2 separate regions of the Triticum aestivum genome follow, and region 2 is linked to region 1. The links are chromatin contacts, called in public Hi-C maps. All regions are on one chromosome and are shown on one strand. The core of a region is the stretch at or near the end of the contact, and the rest is flanking DNA. Distances in the headings are between cores, read along the strand shown.

Region 1 (7,159 bases), core at 3,022-5,521:
AATTCGGCCAAATTCGACACATATTAGGCGATTTCATTGATATTTGTACATAAAAACTTAAAAATATAATGCAAAACTAAAAACATAAAAAAAACTACTTCGCCGCCATCCCCCGCCGCCCCTCCTACAGGCCGAAGAACGCGCGGAAGGCATTGTACTCGCCGCCGTCGTCGGCCTTCTTCTTCACGCCGCCGCCGTCCGTGGTGCACCCCTGCCCTGCGTCACCTTGGCGGACGGGCTTGGTTGGCGGTGGTGGTGCGTCGTCGTTGTCACTGTCCTCGAGGACGATGACACCGCCCTCGTCGCAGCCGCGGCGACGAGCAGCGAACTCCTCAAGGGCGCGGCGCTGGCGCTGTGTCTCCAGCCGGACGTAGTCCTCGCGCGCCCACTTGATGGCAGACTCGTCGTCGAGGGCGGCCGTGTCGTTGTGCTCGCTCTTCACGGCGACGAGCCCTAGCTCTGTCTTGGGCTTGACGAGGCGGGAGGAGGAGCCACGACCGCCCTCGTTGATGACGAGGGCGCCACCGCGAGTGCGCTGCCCTAGCGGCGTCTCCACGGGTTCGGCCTTGACGGTGGCGAGCGCCGGCGATCCGGACGAGTGGGAGTGGGAGGAGGAGGACGAACCTCCCGCCATGCGCTTCGGCAGCCAAATGCCGCCGCCGCTCCGGCGGGGGACAGGTGCTCGAGGCCGAAGTGCAACGTCCGCCCGGGGACGCCCCACCACAGGCAGCGGCCGTCGGCGTTGTGGCGCCCCGCTCACCGGCGCGTTGTTGGTGGAGGCGAGCTGCTCCTCGTGGCGGCGTCAGAAGTACGCCGCCCAGATGGCGTGGTTGTCGGCGGCGTACTCCGGGCGGCCGCGCACCTCCTCCGGCAGGGAGGCCCGGACGCGTTCGATCTCGTCATGGAAGTAGGCGGGGTGCTCGGCATCGGGCTGCGGGGGGACTGGGACGCCTCCAGGTAGTTGGCCTCATGGAGGAGGTGCGCCTCCCACTCGTGCAGTTGGCCGCCGCACCGTCGTCGGGGAAACGCTTACCCATCGGACAGTGTAGACGAGGTGGCTAGTGTCGGGAGGAGAGGGAGACGGGATGGGGCGGCGGCGAGGAGAGAGGGACTGCGAGCGAACGAGAGCGTGTCCACCGGCGAGGAGGGGTGGCTTTTTACAGCCGCCGGGGGGCGGCAGACGTGTGTGTACGCATGGCTGGAGGGGGACGGCGCGTCGCCAGGCCATCACTACGCCGCCCGTGGGGAATCAATGGAAGGCTGACCGGCGGCAGCCTTGGCATTGATTCCCCGCGGGAAACGAGGCGATGAGGAAGACGAGACGCGGCTGGTCGCTGACTCGGCGGGCCCGTGGGACTTTCGCACCAAAAACGCTTCCCCCAGCGCCCCCGGGCGTCCCCCAGCGCGCCGGGTTCGGCCTCGGTCCGCCGGCGCCAATTTCGGCCCTAACCAGCGAAATTTGTGCTTCCGGGGGCGCGACTGGGCCGTTTTTTAGACGCCGGAGGTAAAAAAGGGCCTTGGGGGGCCTTGTTGGAGGGGGGGGGGGCGAGTGGAGGTGCTCTTATATCATTAACATATTGAGTAAACTAGCATGTTAGTCTAACTGTGTAAGGCTTGAATAAGTGCCATTAACTTGTTAACAAATTGACTACTTAACTAGAAATGCAAATTTTCATTGTAATCCCAGCTTTCATAGTGTCACAATAACTACAAACAACACATTCTTACTACTGTAGAAACATAAGTTCGCAAGACATCAAACAGAAAAAGAATGGGATAATATGTCTCGTAATGATGTCAGGACAAGTACACAAAGTTACAACACATGAGTTTACCTCGAGATCAGGTGTAGTATTGTAGTACATGTTCAAACATGTGCTCTTGAACATCCAAATATTTGCCCAATGATACATTTCTCGGTCTTTAGCTGGTAGGTCGTTGATACATCACCCATTAGTATTCTGCAAACACAATTAGGACTATTTGTCCAAAAATGTTTTTTGTTCAAAACAGGAGATCTGCTATGTGCAATCGATGTATCACCCATCAGTATCTCTACAAATGATATGGAATATAGGACTACTTATCCAACAGAAGTTGTGTGTCCCCATTGACAGCTTCACCATTACTCCTCCATTCATTTAATTTCTTTGAGACCTTGTTGTTATCATAAACACCATGAACCTTATAATGCCACACCATCTTCGATACATCATCCTGTGGTGAACTTATCTCCCGTCGTTTGATTGTCTTGTGAAGTTCGCAGAAGAACTTTGGATCTTGCAGTTTGATATACTCATGCAATACAAGCTCATGGTGAGGTACCCAGTTCCTAGGGAAAGTTGTATAATCACATGATGGAATTGATGACATGCGCGCAAATTGTACACCCTCAATAATATCAACAACCCCCATCCTCAAGAGATCAGAGTATTCTGGTGCATCATTGTTTGTGCTCTCCCTCAACGGGCAGCTGAGATCACGCGATGCAATCTTGTAAACCTTAGCACGGGATTTTAGTCTATACCTTGCCGCATAAAGCTTTGCCAAAGAGCTCCGTATAACATATCCGCAGAACCCTACAATCTTCTTCCGGTTGTCCGCATACCTATACCAATCAGCCATGGTCTCAAGAAATTTGTTCATCTGAGAATTAGTGTGCGCCTGCCCAGAGTACAGCATTGGTGAACATGGCAGTGGCTCAGGATCCCTGTCCCCCTTTACAAGCTCAAGCTTCCTGAAATGCCTTATGCACCTCTGCAAGCTTGCTGTGACAGATAACAATGTTCCAATACCTTTCTCACTCACAATGTTCCCTCCACTGGCAGTGTATCGCAAGGTTGGGTAGATGACCCGGCGAGCAATGACATGATCCAAGAATTCAATCCCCCTTGTGATGTGCTCAATCTCCACAGACGAATTCTCTGGCCTCAAACCAAATGTTCTCTCACAAAACTCCATTAGTTGCCTCCTTATCTCAACCACGTCCTCTCTCGGCCCCCGGACTCCAATCAAGACATGAGAGCCAAATCTAAGGAAATCCATTTTCCTGGTCTTCTCCCTCCCACTTGACGGAACAAACTCAGGCCAAGATGGATTATGGCATCCTTCATCGCCCGCCTCCTTCCATATCGAATCATGCCTTGATGGGCGGAAGTACTCGTTAATCCTCTCCTCCATCCACCAATCCAACTCGTTAAGGCACACATTGGCGAGCAATGGACTAATTATCCCGCAATGCCCATATTCCGGAATGTGACACGCCTGTTCTGGGGCGAACCCAAAGAACAGTCTCAGCCAATATGGGTCTGGCTTGGGCTCATCCTCATTAAGCACCTTCTTCTTCCTGCTCTTCCTGAGCACCTTCCTTTTCAGCCTCTTCTTGGTTAGTCCATCGAGATCCTTCTCCCTTGGCGGCACAGACCCGGGCCGGACGGGGGCGTTGAGCGCCGACTTGAGCAAAGACAGCACCTTGCGATCAGAGACGGCCTTCTCCACACAGGACAGAATGGTGTCTGACGATAAGGCGTCGACCACGGTTGTGAGGTCTGCAGTGATGAACCAGAGGTAACCGGCGAAGCCGGAGCGAACAGAGCGGATGGCGGTGTGGGGCCCGCGTCCAGGGCGGAAGGCGTGGGACTTGGGGGAGAATCGGGGCTCGAAGACGGGTTCGAGGAGCAGGAGGAGGAGCTCCTGGACGACGTGGTCCTGGAAGGGGGGCGGGGCATTGGCTAGGCGGGCAGTGAGCTTGCGGCGGGAAACGGGGACGGTGGAGGGGGCGTCGGCGGGGGAGCGGAGGAGGAGGTGGGTGGAGGCGCCCCAGGGGAAGGCGGGGTGGCGGCGGAGGGCGGCGGCGCGGAGGCGGAGGAGGGAGTGGAGGGTGGGGAGCGGGACGGCCTGGCGCGGCGGGAAGGAGCCAGTGGCGTGGGCGCAGGCGCGCTGGTAGGAGAGGAGCCAGAGGTCGAGGCGGGAGGCGTAGCCGGAGAGGTTGGGGAAAGGGGTGGACGGCGGGTGAGCGAAGGCGCGGCGCCACAGCGAGGAGAGGAGGTCGATGGGGTCGTGGACGAGGAGAGCGTAGGGGTCGGGTAGGGGGCTCTGGTCGGCTGGTGGAGGCGGTGCGGGGCGGCGCCGGATAGGTTGGATGCCGGTGGTGGGGAGAAGACGGCGAAGCGCTGCGCGCGGCGACGGCATCGGAGGGGAGGTTTTTGTTCGAACAGGTGGTGGGCGGTGACTGTGGCTACACACACTCGGGTGGCCTGAGAGGCTGAGAGGCTAGGCTAGGCTAGGCGTCGGGCAAACCTGGCCATATGGGCCTGCTCGGCTCGGCCCAGCTGTAATAGGTCTGGCACAGCATGGCCGTGTCAGCCCGAGGCCTGGCCCCAGGGACCGGCCCGGCATGCCAGTTATAAAGGCCGGCCCGCGTTGTTTTTCGATCTTCTAGGCCGTTTGTTTTTCGGAAATTCAGAAAATTCCAAAAATTTAAAAAAAATAGAAAAAATCTAAACAAATAAGAAAAAAATATAAGTATTTTTTTCTAAAAAAGTAAAAATGTATAGGAAAAAAATAGTTACACGTCGGGCCATGCCTTGTCGGCCCACAGTTAAAAATTTTGTGTCATGCCCGGCCTTAAGGCCTGGATTTGGGATCGGTCTTGTTTTGTGGCGGCTGAAGGCTGGTCCAACCCTTTTAATTGAGTGTCGAGTCGGGCACGTACCGGGCCGAAATTCCATGCTCATGGGCCGACCCACGTTGCACGCCTCATATGGCCAGGTTTTGCGACTCGTGATGATTTCACTGATCGGTTGTCTCTAGATCTGTCCAATCTAAGAACAAACCAAAATCCAAAATGTCTGGATTTACAACAAGATTTTTTGGCTTGTAAGAGCAAATCTACCCTAGTTATGTCCACGGACAACGTCTGCCCACTCCTTAAATGTTGGCCCTGGAGGAAATATGCCTTAGAGGCAATAATAAAGTTGTTATTTATATTTCCTTATATCATGATAAATGTTTATTATTCATGCTACAATTGTATTAACCGAAAACACAATACATGTGTGAATACATAGACAATACATAGTGTCCCTAGTATGCCTCTACTTGACTAGCTCGTTAATCAAAGATGATTATGTTTCCTAACTATAGACATGCGTTGTCATTTGATGAACGGGATCATATCATTAGGAGAATAATGTGATTGACAAGACCTATCCATTAGCTTAGCATTATGATCATTACAGTTTCATTGCTACTGCTTTCTTCATGACTTATACATGTTCCTCGGACAATGAGATTATGCAACTCCCGAATACCGGAGGAACACCTTGTGTGCTATAAAATGTCACAACATAACTGGGTGATTGTAAAGATGCTCTACAAGTGTCTCTGAAGGTGTTTGTTGGGTTGGCATAGATCGAGATTAGGATTTGTCGCTCTGTGTATCGGAGAGGTATCTCTGGCCCTCTCAGTAATGCTCATCACTATAAGCCTTGCAAGCAATGTGACTAATGAGTTAGTTGCGAGATGAAGCATTACGGAACGAGTAAAGAGACTTGCCGGTAACGAGATTGAACTAGGTATGATGATACCGACGATCGAATCTCGGGCAAGTAACATACCGATGACAAAGGGAACAACATATGTTGTTGTGCAGTTTGACCGATAAAGATCTTCGTAGAACATGTAGGAGCCAATATGAGCATCCAGGTTTAGCTATTGGTTATTAATCGGAGATGTGTCTCAATCATGTCTACATAGTTCTCAAACCCGTAGGGTCCGCGCGCTTAACGTTCTATGACAATTTGTATTATGAGCTATGTGATTTGATGACCGAAGTTTGTTCGGAGTCCCGAATGAGATCACAGACATGACGAGGAGTCTCAAAATGGTCGAGACATAAAGATTGATATATTGGAAGGTTATATTCGGACACCAGAATGGTTTCGGAGTGATTCGGGTATTTTTCGGAGTACGGGGAGGTTACCAGAACCCCCCGAGAGAGTATTGGGCCTTCATGGGCCTTAGTGGGAAGAGGAGGCCGACGGACAGGAGGTGCCCCCCCTAGCCAAACCGAATTGGACTAGGAGAGGGGGCGCGGCCCCCCGTTTCCTTCTCCCTCTCTCTTTCCCTTCCCCCTTCTCCTACTCCGAAAAGGAAGGGGGACTCCTACTAGGACTGGGAGTCCTAGGACTCCCCTCTTTTGGCGCGCCCCTCTAGGCCGACCGCCTCCTCCCTCCTCCTTTATATACAGGGGCAGGGGGCACCACAAAGCACAACAGACAATCTCTTAGCTGTGTGCGGTGCCCCCCTCCATAATTTAACACCTCGGTCATATCGTCATAGTGCTTAGGCAAAGCCCTATGCCGGTAACTTCATCATCACCGTCGCCACGCCGTCGTGCTAACGGAACTCTCCCTCATCCTCAACTGGATCAATAGCACGAGGGACATCATTGTGTTGAACGTGTGCTGAACACGGAGGTGTACTTGGATCGATTGGATCGTGAAGACGTTCGACTACATCAACTGTGTTACTAAACGCTTTCGCTTTTAGTCTATGAGGGTACGTGGACACACTCTCCCGTCTCGTTGCTATGCATCTCCTAGATAGATCTTGCATGATCGTATGAAGTTTTTTGAATTACTACGTTCCCCAACAGGCCCATGCAACTACACTCATCATTTTCAAATTCTCAAATCCACGCAACCACATGCACATCGATCATTTGATGATACAAATACACAGGCGCACAGGAAGGGGATCCCCCTTGGAGGAGGTGATGCCTCTCCCTAGGTCAGCTGCACCAGGTGGAGTCACTCCCCAAAGCCTAGTCGCCCCATGTGGCTTGGGCACCAAGTTGTGGGTGAGGGGCACCCCGACAAATATGGGTTGTAGAGCCCATGCGACTGGCCTCCCACTTGAGCCTTGCCCTTGGGGCCGGCCCATGGTGCCCCTAGCATTTCCAGGAGGCTCCAGAGCCTTCCCATACTATCTGGGATTTATTTTACTTCATCTAGAACTTTCTAGTCTCCCAGTTTTAATTGGCTTTCTCTGAAATGCCACCGATTTCTTCGGAACACCTTCGGTTCTCTTTCTGAAACATTTTCAAACTTCCTGGAACTTTTCCGGTGAATTTGTCTCACAATCTACACTTCTAATT
Region 2 (7,159 bases), core at 1,210-3,709, 700 kb before region 1:
AAACTCGGTGTATAGGGATATAACGCCTGTTTCATAGAAGATACTAATTCCCATCAATTGATGACTATGACAATTTTCAGGATGGGGGTGTATTTATGCACAACTATTTACGCCACATCGCTTTAAACTCGGTGTATAGGGATATAACACCTGTTTATAGGGATATAACGCCTGTTTCTAGAAGATACTAATTCCCATCAATTGATGATTATGACAATTAGGATAGGACGTTCCAGAATGACTGAAACCAAATATCTGATACATCAGTAACACTTGAGCAGGTTATGTCTATACGGGAGCTAAAGAAAAACAGAAAACGCAGGAGATCCTGGTAACAGCGGACGTGGACTCAAATAATTTAAGTACCAAAAGCTGGTGCAAGCACCTGACCAAAGGGATGTGCATCAAAAATTGGTGCAACATAAGATTATCTCTCTGTCAATACTCCAAAGGCTGCTGGCACTTAATATTAGAAACTTTATCGGTTGGGTTATTTAAATGAGGATTGTTTGGCTTTGGTCAATTTAGTTGGATTTCTGAGATGAATGAACAAATGGCGCCCCGCCTTTATTGGCAGCAGGTACAAGTGTGGCACAAATATGCTGGTTTGTAACTGATAACTTATAACAAACTAACAGGGATAACTAAACTATACTAATAGATAAGTGCAAGAACAACGGTTAGGTCATATTCCTATTGGGTTGGGACAAGTTATCTCTTATGCCAAGGATCAAAGAGGATTGGCGGAATAACTAAATAATTAATTAGAAAATAACAGAATTGTACATATGTAAAACGAGTCAAACTCCGGAGTGGCACCCAGGTGAATTACCCTTACATTTATTTATGTCATATGTGTGCAACTGTAGTCATAGTACAAACCCATACTTGCTGTGTGCCACAAAGTACAAACAAAAATGCGTTCCAACATACTCGACTCAAGATATCAAACATATATGAACTCATCCTAGATTACTTGTCAAGATGATGCATTCGACTTACAGCAGTTCTGTCATGCAATATTTTAAGCCATTAAAAACAGATCGCTTATTTTATTCAAGATATAAAAAAGGATATTCGGACAAACAAGCATCATATGCTATCACAAATAATATTTTTAATAGTAAGGAGTCTAAGAGCATACTTGACCACAGTTTGAGAAAACCTCAGCAAGCTTCTGTTCAGTGACCTGCAAATCGATGGGGCGTTCAGGGGTCAGTCAATTAAGTACAAAAAGAAGAAAAAACTGAAAGAAGAAACTAATACAAGCAGCTCATTCTCTTTAATATTCTCACATGTTGATCAATGTCTGAGACATAGACAGTTCGCCGTACACTATCCTCCCTATCAGTTCGCCTTGGCCGAACTCCCATCCTACGTCTCCCCTGGTTGAAGCCATTCCTTCTCTGTAACCACAGACCAATGCAGCTGGTCAATATAACCGAGAAAGAAGTGCTGCCCCCTAAAACCCAAATATGGTGAAATGTAGAATTAGCATTGACAAACAAATTCATGTGAAAAAACTAACAACAACTGAAAAGCAAACGGATATGAAGTCAACCACACGAATCCAGTAAAACGGATAAGAGTTGAGAAGAAATCGATCGATCTATGAGAAAAATCCGTTCACCAAAGTAACGTTCGCGACATCCACAATTGGTGGTGCTAATATCAAAACCCAACTGCACCTAAAACCCTAGAAAAGAGATCAACCTCCGAGCCGATCGCGTGAGAGAGAGATCAAAAAACCCAAACCCATCAACATCACCATAAACCTCAAATCTGATCGACTGATCTGGCCACAAGGCGTCGCCACTCCAAAGCGCCACGCGAAACAAATCGAAAAACCGAGCCCGAATCGGCAATTCGGCTCGCGCTTACCCGTCGATTCGGCTGGCCGTTGGCGGATCCGTCGCTGCTGGAGTCTCTACCCGCTCCGCCCCCGCCACCGACCACCTGCAGCACGTGCATCTGCTGATGCTGGAACGGGTGGTGGGGCGCATAGTAGTCGATCGCGGGCGAGACGAAGACGGGCGCGTCGGCCGACAGGCGGCGTGCGCCGTCCCCCTGGCGGCGGGAGAGCGGCACGAACTCCTCCGCGGAGGGGTTCAGCTTCTTGAACAGCTCCTCCAGCTTCCTCACGTCACTCTTGTACTCCCTGACCTCGTCCTCCCTGGCCTTGGCCGCCGCCGCCCCGCCCGCGGCCGCCGCATCGGCCCTCTCCGCGCCGGCCCCGGCCGCCGCCGGCACGGCGTCGGCGCGGATCGGGCCCTCGGCCGCCACGGCAACCATTTCCGCCCGGCGACGAATCTCACCGCCGATCGCGCCCCCGGCACTAGCGGCCCGTGAATTGGCGAGAAAATCGAATCGAGGACTAAGGAATTCGGCGTGGGGTTGGGTTTTTATTATTTATTGGGGCTGCGGGGAGGGAGGAATGGAAGGGAAAAAGCGTGGAGGAGGCGAGCGAGATCGCTTTCGGGGAGGTTGGCTATAAATAGGTGCCCAAGCCCACTCTTTTCTCTACTGCGACTAATATCCTTTTCCTTTTCGTTTCCGTGCGCTACAAAGTCCTTTCTTGGGGGAAAATAAATCGCTGTGGGGCCTATTCGCCTTTGTTTCTGTCCATTACGCTCCTGTCATCGTGTTTATCCGTTTATTTGTTCATCTATTCTTTGCGCTGCAAAAAGACTTTCTTGAAGAGAAATTATCATTTTGGGTGGAAGCTTTTTAAAGAGAGATTGAGTTGTATGGGTGTGTAGAATGGCGGGTCATCGGGGTGAGCGGGCGGGATCTTCTGAGCTTGTGGCCATGTTTGTGGAGTCAGCGTGCACGCGTAGAAACACCAAGCAAGATGGCTGGCAACTCTCGCGTTGGGCTTACTGATTATTATGCGGTGCGCATTAAACTGATGGGAGTTTTGAACGATAGGTATTGGGACAAAAGGATAGAGTGTAGAGGTTGGTGAGACCATGTCATCTGGCAGATCTGGTTGAGGGTTAGGTGGTCGTATGTTACTGCTCATGATAAGAGTAAAACGAGTATTCTCTGTGTCCTAAGATAATTGTCCCAACCTTCAATGTTAGTATAACCTTTTGCTAAACTTAGTATAAAATGAGACATTTATTTTGAGACGAAGGAAGTATGATTTTCTTCTTATTGTCTGATGTTAAGCGCGCAATAGAATGACCATGTGTTGTGTTAATGTGTTGGGTGTTTACATATTTTAGATACTTGTATAGTAGTCATTATTTATTTTAGCTGAAACTGTAGAAATTCTTTTTTCACGTACATTTTTAACAAATTTAGCGGTGTATATGTCATTGTACAATGGCTCCCCTGATAAATGTAATTATACATCAATTTAGCTATAGCTCGTTATAAATTTAGGAGTGTATATGTTAGTATACACTGGCTCCCTATATAAATGTAATTATACATCAATATACAGGGTAATGCATGCAATCTTTGGTGTGTATTTTTGTGTCGAAGTTAAGAACAAAATTAGACTGCTACCCAGACGTCACTGCTGCCCGATATATGCACGACGTGCTAATCCAGCCGCTGGTGTCCTTCTCAATGATGTGCATGTGCGGCTGGATTTAAATATCGTCCATGAATCGTGCGTAGTGTGTCGTGTGTGTAGCACCGCTGTATGACGAAGGAAGGTGACGCTAGTCCTATACTATCCTATATACCTAAATAGTTGATCCCTGTGTCAATTTTCTCAACATGCTCACATGCAACTCACCATATGTGCCACCTCATCATCCCACTAGCTGTTTCTCTTGATATCCATGAAAACTATTATTAATAGTCTCTCTCAACATGCACACATCCCAACTTAAATCATTCTAATTATATTTCTCTCAACATACATATGGAATAAATATATTCTATATATATTTACAACTATATAATAATCAAATGCAATATATATATATAGTATAATAATCAACATACATATAGGATGCATTTTCCATATATATATATATATATATATATATATATATATATATTTTATTTAAATTATTGCAAGCAATCCCCGCATCAACGCATGGGGTATCTTCTAGAACTACCTATTTTCACGGTCATGTAGTAAGTGAAAACACAGGTTTACACCCAGAGGGGGGTGAATGGGGCATTTTTAGAAATTCGTCAAACTCTGATGAATTTGATGAAAATCAGAGTGAAAAGATATAAACGCGAGGGAACTAAGTCATCACAGAAATAGAAAGTGCGCATACAAGATACATACATGTGAAGAACATGCAATCATACATGCATACATGCATGAGGAAGATGAACTGAAGAAATGAAAGCATCGTGATGAAAGTCTTCAGTTTAAATTCTTCAGAAAGTAGATCGCAAATTCTTCAGTACAAAAGGTAAGGGTGAGGAATTTGAAACCAGGTTGGCTCGATGAAGACACGCGATTTGGTAGACCAGTTCCAGTTGTTGTATCAACTATACGTCTGGTTGACGCGGTTGAGATGAACTCAGAGGACACTTAGTCCTCACTGTATTCCTCTTGAGCAAAGGTCACTTAGACCTCACCCAATCACTCATGGTAAGTCTTCAAGGCAGACTTTCATGACCTTCACAAACTTGTTCACCGACACACCACAATGACTTTTGGGTGCTCAGAACTTGACGCCTAACCGTCTGGAGGAATGACAATCTTCAAAGGTAATAGGCGTCGGATCACACAGATCAATCTCTTCAGTGATACTCAATCACTTTGTCTCTGGTTGGGTTTTTCCTCACTCGGATTCTCTCAAAGTCGTCAGATGATGGGTTGCTCTTAAATGACAAGTGTCAAGTTCTCTCTATAGCAGCCAACCAACAGTGGTTGTGGGGGGTGAACTATTTATAGCCAGGGGCAATCCAACATAAAATGTCATAAATGCCCTTGTCAGACATGACCGTTGTCATGATAAGGATCCACTCGATAGCTGGCACGCGGCACATCAACAATTGTAAATTGAACTCTCAATTTTGTCGGGGCACTCAATTTCCTCACGATAAGCAGATCGCACTAGAGAAATCATAACTCCTCAGTGTGACCAAATTCGTCAGCGACCAGATGAACTTCGTCAGTGTCGCTAGCAAAATCGTCAGTTGTTCCAGAGATTTCCAAAGGCTTCACTCGAAGCGGCTTGTGTATGTATAAGTTTGAGCATCACTTTGGAAATGCGAAATATGTTTCAGCTAGACCCCCTTTAACCGTACGTATTTTCCTATGACGGCTACCTCTTGAGCTTGTGTTATTTTTTCCCTTGAAGAGGAAAGGGTGATGCAGCAAAGTAGAGTAAGTATTTCCCTCAGTTTGAGAACCAAGGTATCAATCCAGTAGGAGACAATGCACATGTTACCGAATACCGGCACAAACAATCAAACAAACTTCCACCCAATGCGATAAAGGGGTTGTCAATCCCTTCACGGTTACTTGCAAAAGTGAGATCTGATAGAGATAGATAAACGGTAAAGTAAATAATTTTTATATTTTTGGTTTATAGATCGAAAAGTAAAAGATTGCAAAATAGTAGATCGGAAATTTATATGATGGAAAAGAGAACTTATATGATGGAAAAGAGACCAGGGGGCCATAGGTTTCACTAGTGGCTTCTCTCAAGATAACAAATAATACGGTGGGTGAACAAATTACTGCCAAGCAATTGATAGAAGCGCGCATAATTATGACGATATCTAAGGCAATGATCATGAACATAGGCATCACATCCGTGTCAAGTAGACCGAAATAATTCTGCATCTACTACTATTACTCCACACATCAACCGCTATCCAGCATGCATCTAGAGTATTAGGTTCATAAAGAATGGAGTAACCCATTAAGTAAGATGACATGATGTAGAAAAATTAACTTAAGCAATATGGTGAAAACCCCATCTTTTTATCCTCGACGGCAATAATACAATACATGCCTTGCTGCCCCTACTGTCACTAGGAAAAGACACCGCAAGATTTAACCCAAAGCTAAGCACTTCTTCCATTGCAAGAAGAACCAATCTAGTAGGCCAAAATAAACCGATAATTCGAAGGGACTTGCAAAGATATCAAATCATGCATATAAGAATTCAAAGAAGATTCAAATAATATTCATAGATAATCTGATCATAAATCCATAATTCATCGGATCTCGACAAACACACCGCAAAAGAGTATTACATCGAATAGATCTCCAAGAACATCGAGGAGAACATGGTATTGAGAATCAAAGAGAGCGAAGAAGCCATCTAGCTACTAGCTATAGACCCGTAGGTCCATGGTAAACTACTCACGCTTCATCGGAAGGGCAATGGTGTTGATGTAGAAGCCTCCGTGATCGAATCCCCCTCCGGCAGGACGCCGGAAAAGGTCCCTAGATGGGATCTCATGGGTACATAAGGTTGCGGTGGTGGAAAAGTGTTTTCATGGCTCCCCCTGATGGTTTTGGGGTATAAGAGTATATATGGGCGAAAGAATTAGGTCAGGAGACCCACGAGGGGCCAACAAGATAGGAGGGCGCGCCCTACCCCCCTAGGCGCTCCCTCCACCCTCGTGGCTGCCTCGAGGCTCCTCTGACTTAATCTCCAAGTCTCCTGGTTTGCTTCTGGTCCAATAAAGATCATCGCGAAAGTTTTATTCCGTTTGGACTCCATTTGGCGTTCCTTTTCTGCGAAACTCTAAAACAGGCAAAAAACAGAAACTGACACTGGGCTCTAGGTTAATAGGTTAGTCCCAAAAATAATGTAAAATAGCATATTAATACGTATAAAACATCCAAAACAGATAATATAATAGCATGGAACAATAAAAAATTATAGATATGTTGGAGACATATCAATGACTCAAATAAGAAGAAAGAAACTACAAAAACAAAATTCTTCAAGCTTCGCAGTATTCACATTAATTTCTTCAAAGTCCGTACCAATTTCATCACCAAATTCTTCATTTGAAGAAATATATTTTAGGGGTCGTCTTCCATGGGTTAAACCAAATATTCAATGACTATAACTCTCGTGTACACTCACAAACACATTAGTTTCTCAACTTATTTGTCTTCAATACTCCAAAACCACTAAGGGGGCACTTGATGCACTTACAGTAAGCATTGGCACCATAATTGTTTGTTTAAACACTAGTCGGGGTGACTTTGAAG

Evidence for each region. Hi-C and Micro-C count contacts between places; a contact is called where the count stands out from the background.
Region 2: a Hi-C map of leaf shows a contact between it and region 1, with 4 times the contacts expected there. The contact joins the promoter of LOC123162588 here to the promoter of LOC123159551 in region 1. A contact is called at or near these places in 4 of 5 Hi-C or Micro-C datasets (leaf and an unstated tissue) and 1 of 1 datasets of contacts at active chromatin or transcription factors (leaf).

Annotation. Positions count from the first base shown.
Region 1 is chr7B:447,200,077-447,207,235 of IWGSC CS RefSeq v2.1, reverse strand. LOC123159551 (nuclear intron maturase 1, mitochondrial) reads right to left here and starts at 4,271. Exons shown (of 2, transcript XM_044577380.1): 1 at 1,836-4,271. The coding sequence starts at 4,191. The coding sequence ends at 2,080.
Region 2 is chr7B:447,897,699-447,904,857 of IWGSC CS RefSeq v2.1, reverse strand. LOC123162588 (polyadenylate-binding protein-interacting protein 8) reads right to left here and starts at 2,459. Exons shown (of 10, transcript XM_044580360.1): 1 at 1,882-2,459; 2 at 1,296-1,406; 3 at 1,145-1,189. The coding sequence starts at 2,292.